2 separate regions of the Pan troglodytes genome follow, and region 2 is linked to region 1. The links are chromatin contacts, called in public Hi-C maps. All regions are on one chromosome and are shown on one strand. The core of a region is the stretch at or near the end of the contact, and the rest is flanking DNA. Distances in the headings are between cores, read along the strand shown. Region 1 holds the start of FOXK1 (forkhead box K1). Region 2 overlaps FOXK1 (forkhead box K1).

The links. A called contact is a pair of places that touch in the nucleus more often than the background predicts.
Region 2: a contact with region 1 is called in a Hi-C map of stem cell-derived neural progenitor cells, with 3 times the contacts expected there. The contact joins the enhancer-like site here to the promoter of FOXK1 in region 1. A contact is called at or near these places in 1 of 7 Hi-C or Micro-C datasets (stem cell-derived neural progenitor cells) and 1 of 1 other capture datasets (stem cell-derived neural stem cells).

Annotation. Positions count from the first base shown.
Region 1 is chr6:10,567,781-10,571,310 of NHGRI_mPanTro3-v2.0_pri, reverse strand. FOXK1 (forkhead box K1) reads right to left here and starts at 1,765. Exons shown (of 11, transcript XM_063815212.1): 1 at 1,492-1,765. The coding sequence starts at 1,682.
Region 2 is chr6:10,670,984-10,674,454 of NHGRI_mPanTro3-v2.0_pri, reverse strand. The region is part of intron 4 of FOXK1 (forkhead box K1); the gene reads right to left. Among named protein-coding and RNA genes, the nearest start is that of AP5Z1, 30 kb to the left of the region's middle. Within about 2 kb of position 2,159, at least 16 of the 24 cell types and tissues checked have an H3K27ac peak or open chromatin away from gene starts, as enhancers often do. A contact at or near this core is called in stem cell-derived neural progenitor cells and stem cell-derived neural stem cells, where this site is marked.

The sequences.
Region 1 (3,530 bases), core at 516-3,015:
CACTCTGTTGCCCAGGCTGGAGTGCAGTGGCGTGATCTCAGCTCACTGCAAGCTCCGCCTCCTGGGTTCACTCCATTCTCCTACCTCAGCCTCCCGAGTAGCTGGGACTACAGGCGCCCGCCACCACGCCCGGCTATTTTTTTTGTATTTTTAGTAGAGACGGGGGTTTCACCGTGTTAGCCAGGATGGTCTCGATCTCCTGACCTCGTGATCCGCCAGCCTCGGCCTCCCAAAGTGCTGGGATTACAGGCGTGAGCCACCGCGCCCGGCCTACCTTCTCTTTTCTACGTTTACATACGTAAATACTTACCATTGTGTTACAATTGCTCATATTATTCAGCACATTAACATGCTGTTAAAGGTTTGTAGCTTAAGAGCAACAGGCTGTACCATCCAGGTTTGTGGAATTACACACTATGATGTTCACACAAGGATGAAATTGCCTAACAATGTATTTCTCAGAAGGTATCCCCTTTCCCAAGCGATGCATGACTGTATTCAAGATGCGCTGGCAGCGGTGGCTCAGACCTGTAATCCGAGCCCTTTGGGAGGCTGAGGTGGGAGGATTGCTTGAGGCCAGGCGTTTGAAACCAGCCTGCGCAATACAGTGAGACTCGTTTCTACAAAAATAAAAAATAAAATAATAAAGGATATTGCTGAGCTGGGTGTGGTGACTCACGCCTGTAATCTCAGCACTTTGGGAGGCTAAGGTGGGAGGATTACTTGAAGCCAGGAGTTCGAAACCAGCCTGGGTAACATGGCAAAACCCTGTCTCCTATCAAATACATTAATACAAAAATTAGCTGGGCATGGAGGCTCGCGCCTATAATCCCGGCTACTCGGGAGACTGAAGCAGGAGAATCACTTGAGCCCCGGAGGCTGAGACTGCAGTGAGCCATGGTTGTGCCACTGCACTCGAGCCTGGGCAACAGAGTAAGACACTGTCTCAAGAAAAAAAAAATGTCCCTGGAGTAGATAACTTGAGGAACACTAATTTTACCGAAACAACCGACAATGGCAATGCAATTCTGAGCCTTTGCTATAAAATGGCAGAAAAAGTCAGGAGGAAGTTTGCGTTATGTTTTTATTTTTCCCTGCCACTTGCTTTTTAGTCTTTGCAAACCTTTCTCAAATCCTTTTAGAATAGGGTATGACATTTCTTTCTGTTTTTAAGCAAGAACTATAAGAACTACCACTGACTGAGTGCTTAGGTAACGCCCAATATATTTCACGTAGAATCTCATCAACAGGCCGGGCATCATGGCTCACGCCTGTAATCCCAGCACTTCAGGAGGCTGAGGCGGACGGATGGATTGAGCCCAGGAGTTTGAGACCAGCCTGGGTAACATAGGGAGACCCCTCTTCTCCAAAAAACAACAACAAACTCTCATAAATCTGTAAGAGGTGACATAGTAAAAAATCTGAAACAACACTCTTAATATTTTATCAATTTCCTCCCCCATTCGTTTATTTATTTACGCAGCCACTGACCCAGGCATGGTCATCCCTGCTGGAGGCGGACACAGCCCGCGCCCCCAGGTTCGAGGACACCCAATGTTTAGAAAACGGACCCTGCGAATCCCACCGGCCCCACGTGGACTCTCGGAGGCTCCCTCCTCCCTTTGGAGCCTTGAAGAACGCGCACTAATCCGGCTTCCACCCGTCACTCGCGCACCCGACATTGGGCAGGCGACCCCACCGCCCCGGAATATCCCGGCGCAGCCGTCGCGAGGAGGCAACCGACCCCGCCGCGCCACCGGAAGGCGCCTCGAGACGAGTCGTGCGCACGCGCAATATGCAACGCCGCGCCGCCAGCGGGCGCCGCGGCCAGGCTCGCGCGGTGGGGGAGGGGAGCTGCCGCGCCGGGGCCGGACCACGTGCGCACCACGTGGCGCCCCGGCAGCCCCGGTCCGCGGTAGGGCGGTCCGGCTGGCCACGCTGCGCAGCCAGGAGTCCCCGAGGGTTGCGGGGCCGGTCTCACGGCCGGCGACCCCGCGCCCGCTGACCTCTGACCCCACTCCCCTTAGGGTTACCCCTCGCCGGCAGCCGCGCGGTGTGTTTATAAACAGAGCTCCCGGCGGGCCCCAAAGCCCGGATCGGCGGATTCACGCCAGGGGAACGGAGTCTTCCGCAATTCTGCGCCGCCCGCGCATGCGCCTTAAGGCTGCGCCGCGCTGCTCCTCCTGCGCTTGCGCAGTGGCGGCACAGGGCGGGCCGCGAGCAGGGCCCGGGGCGGGGCCGGGCTCTGCGGCCGGGCAGGGGAGGGGGGCGGAGAGGCGCCCCCGGCCCGTCCCAGCCCTGCTCCTCGCCTTGCGGAGGGTTCACCTGCTGCGTGTCCTTGCGCAGGCCGGCCACTGGCCTCTGAGCCCGGGGCTCTCGCCTGCAAAGTGGGGCCCCTGTGGGTGGTCGTGGAGGTGCAGTGGTGACCTGGATGGACGGCGGCATCGGGCCCCGCAGTGCCCCCTTGGGCAGCTGCACCCAGCAGCTAAGAGGCCCCCTCGAGACACATCAGTCCTAGGGAGGGAGCATACCATGCAGTACGATTTAGCCTTAAAAGGGGTGGAGTGCAGTTTATGTTGTGTATATCTATATATCTCTAATTTTAAATTTTTATTTTTCAGACAGGGTCTTGTTCTGTTGCCCAGGCTGGAGTGCAATGGTGGCGTTACAGCTCACTGCAGTCTCCACCTCCCGGACTCAGGCGTTCGTCCTACCTCAGCCTCCCAAATAGCTGAGACCACAGGCAGGCATCACCACACCCAGCTAATTTTTTTTTTCTTTTTTGAGACGCAGTCTTGCTTTGTCGCCCAGGCTGGAGTGCAGTGGTGCGATCTCGGCTGACTGCAGCCTCTGCCTCATGGGTTCAAGCGATTCTCCTGCCTCAGCCTCCTGAGGAGCTAGGATTACAGGCGTGCACTAACACGCCCAGCTAATTTTTTTGTATTTTTAGTAGAGACGGGGTTTCACCATGTTGGCCAGGCTAATCTCGAACTTCTAACCTCAGGTGATCCGCCTGCCTCGGCCTCCCAAAGTGCTGGGATTATAGGCGTAAGCCACCATGCCTGGCTATGTTTGTTTCTATTTTTGGCAGAGATTAGGTCTTGCTATGTTGCCCAGGCTGGTCTTGAACACCTGGGCTTAAGCGATCTTCTCACCTTAGCCTCCCAAAGTTTTGGGATTACAGATGTGAGCCACCTTGCCTGACCTATATTTTTAATTTAAAAATTTTTAATTGTTAATTTTTATGGGTACATAGTAGGTGTATAGATTTATGGGACACATGAGATCTTTGTATTATAATCACATTAGGGTAAATGGGGTTTCCATCACCCCCAGCATTCATCATTTCTGTGTGATGAACATTCCAATTGCACTCTCTTGGTTATTCTAAAATGTACAGCAAATTAGTGCTGACTGTGGTCACCCTGCTGTGCTAGAAAATTCTAGATCTTACTTATGTATCTAACTATATTTTTGTACCCAGCAACCATCCCCTTTTCCCAGTCCCCCCCACTACCCTAATGTTTTGT
Region 2 (3,471 bases), core at 910-3,409, 100 kb before region 1:
ACAAGGGAAGAGGGACCCTCACTGGATTTGCAAATGCTGGCACAGCCAGCCCAGATCAGCCAGGCAGGATTCCCGCTAGGGGTGATTCACACATTCGCACCACAATCCTCCTGCAGCCCTGCTGAAAACACACGGAAGGCTGCAGCCACAAACTTGTGTTTTTTAATTATTATTTTTTTGAGACAGGGTCTTGCTCTGTTGCCCAGGTTGGAGTGCAGTGGTGACATGATAGCTCGCCACAGCCTCCAACTGCTGGGCTCAAGCGATCCTCCTGCCTCAGCCTCCCGAGTAGCTGGGTCTAAAGACATGAGCCACTGCACCTGGCTAATTAACAAAATTTTTTTTTTTTTAGAGATGGGGTCTCACTATATTGCCCAGGCTTGTCTGGAACTCCTGGCCTCAAGCAATCCTCCTGCCTCAGCTTCCCAAAGTGCGTCACCACGCCCAGCCAACCAGAAACTTTGAAAGAGATGAATCACCCTGCAGGAAGGAACCAAAGTTGTCAGAAAAAGAGTATTTCTAACGTAGATCCAATAACCTCCAAACTCAAAAGACCTCTAACTTTACAAAACAACATAAACCAAGTTAGGACTGAATGTTATCTAGCAATAAGACAGAACTGTTTAAAAATCATGATTAAAAGGGAAAGATTTTGAAGTCAGTTGCTGCATTTTTACTGTATATTTACATACGGCTGACCTTCGCCGAATTGTACGAGTTACTTTCATTTTTGATCTCCACGTTGGAGAAATCAGGAAAAGCCTTAAGAGAAACAGCTCCTGAAGTCTTGCCCTCATGAGCAAAAACAGTCACTCTCTGTGCAATGTCCTTTCACTGAATTTCAGCAGTTTTCTTAAAACTCTACCTCTAAGGAACACTTTTTAGACTGGTGTCTGTCTGATGGAACCTAGAAAATGATTAACTACTTTAATTCTTTCATTAAATACTTTAATTCCTTCCTAAAAACACTTTTTTTTTTTTTTTGAGATGGAGTCTCGCTCTGCCGCCCAGTCTGGAGTGGTGCAACCTTGGTTCACTGCAACCTCTGCCTCCTAGGTTCAAGCAATTCTCCTGCCTCAGCCTCCCGAGTAGCTTGGATTACACACCTGGCTAATTTTTGTATTTTTAGTAGAGATGGGGTTTCACAGTGTTGACCAGGCTGGTCTCGAACTCCTGATCTCAGGTGATCCGCCTGCCTCAGCCTCCCAAAGTGCTGGGATTACAGGCCTAAGCCACCGCGCGCCTGGCCTGTAAAAACCCTTCTTTGCAAAAAGGAAAGAAAAGGTCAAACTTCTGCTAAAGATAGCAGAATTTATTTCAAAGAGAGTTCATTCATTTTCTGGGTGGAGTACTTCAGGGCAGAAAAAAATAAATCAGAAACACACACACACACACACACACACACACACACACACAACCACACACCCACACCCATACCCACCCACCCTGGGAAAAGGAGCGAGGGCCTGCGAGAAACGGAAAGGAAGGCAGGAGGGTGGGGCGGCGGGCGGGGGCAGGGGCAGCTGATCAGGGAGGCTCCCCCAGGAAAAAGCCGCTCCCAAGCCACTCCCGACTCCTGGGAATGAGGGGCCCTGGGCGAGCCCGGCCTACACCGAGCCAGCCACTCCACGGCCAATGAGGACTGGCGAGGCGAATGCACACCAAATTAGGAAGGCAGGCACCGCGGAGGCGGGGCGGCACCGGGAGGGGACAGCCTTGCAGGCAGCCAGCTCTTCTGGCCTGGCCCCGCTCCCACCTCCCGATCTGTTAGGGAGCGCAGCCAGAGAGGAGGAGAGTGGGGAGGTGGCAGGGAAGGGCAGGGAGTGTTTGTAAACACACCGGCTCCACCCTACAGCAGAAACTCAAACTGAAAAGTATCTTGGCAGGGAAAACCTCAAGGGCCTCTGAGGTTTCTAAACACTCAATTGAATTCCACGGTGCTAAGATAAACGGATGTAAACAGAGAGGCTTTTATTGTAACAATGGAAGGCCAAAAAGCCAGACAGCCAGTCCCTAACTTACTGCTTTCTCCGCGCAGAATTCTCCCTAACAAGAATCCGGTCTTTGCACAGGGCGGTTTCAAAGAACAGGACTGGGCGGAAGGAGGGGAAAGGGGTGGCCCCCCACCTTCCTGGCTCCCGCAGCAAGAGCAGGGCGGGTGCAGGCCCAGGGAGCTGCTCGCACCCCCTGACGGGGACTCGCAGTCACAGGAGGCCGCCACCCAGCTTCCCAGAACAGCTCCAGCTGCAAGAGCTTCAGGTGCTCAGTACACAATTTCTTTACTCCCAGCTATAAAAAAGAATGAAATCTTGACCTGGGCAGCAACGCGATGGAGCTGGAGGCCCTTGTCCCAAGTGAACTAACTCAGAAACAATACCTCACAGCGCCTGCTCTTGCTTACAAGCAGTGGCTGAACAGTGAGTACCCGGGAACAGGAAGATCGAAACAATGAGAAACTGGGACTCCTAAGCAGGAAGGGAGGCGGGAGAGGGCGAGGGGTGAAAGATGACCTACGGGGTACGCGGTTCACCCTTTAGGTAACGGGAACCCCAGAAGCGCAATCCCCACCAGTATGTAATATACCCATGTCACAAATATGCACGTGTACCCCCTGAAGCTAAGATAAAATAAAAATAAACAGTATTTTCCCTGCCGTAATTTAAAACACAGGTATCACTTAAGTCCTTCGCAAACCACGACCTCTCTTGTAATAAAAGCGACTTTACTATGCAAATTTGGATTAACACTGGGAAATAGTTTTATTTTTTTAAGCCCCCTCCCGGAGCAAACCAAAACATTTTTCTTTCAATACAGTGAAACCCCATCTCTACTAAAAATACACAAAAATTAGCTGGGCGTGGTGGCATGTGCCTGTATTCCCACCTACTCTCAAGGCTGAGACAGGGGAATTGCTTGAACCAGGGAGGTGGAGGTTGCACTGAGCCGAGATTACGCCACTGCACTCCAGCCTGGGCGACAGAGCAAGACTCCGTCTCAAAAAAAAAAAAAAAAAAAAAAAAAAAAAAAAAAAGCTTCTGTTTAGCTGGATTACAACCTGCTGATTTATAACCCACTGCCAGGCTAAGGCGGGGGCGCTGGCCTAGCCCTTCCTCAGGAGCCCCGGATCGCTGCCTGGCCTGCTTCTCTCTGGACCTGAGGCCTTTGCTACCCACCCCAAAAGCAGCAGGACCAGCATCTTCTGGTGTGAGCTTCCACTAGCACGTGAGCTGGTCTTGGCCACCATTTCTACAGCGCCTTTAAGGTGGTACTAGGTGAAGACTTAAGTACATATACTGTGCTCAACTGCTTTCTTCAGATGCAATTCCCATAACATACAATTCACCATTTATTTATTTACTTAGAAATGGAGTCTCGCTCTATCGCCCAGGCTGGAGTGCAGTCGCGTGATCTCAGCTCACTGCAACCTTCACCTCCTGGGTTCAAGCCAGTCTCCTGCCTCAGCCTCCCGAG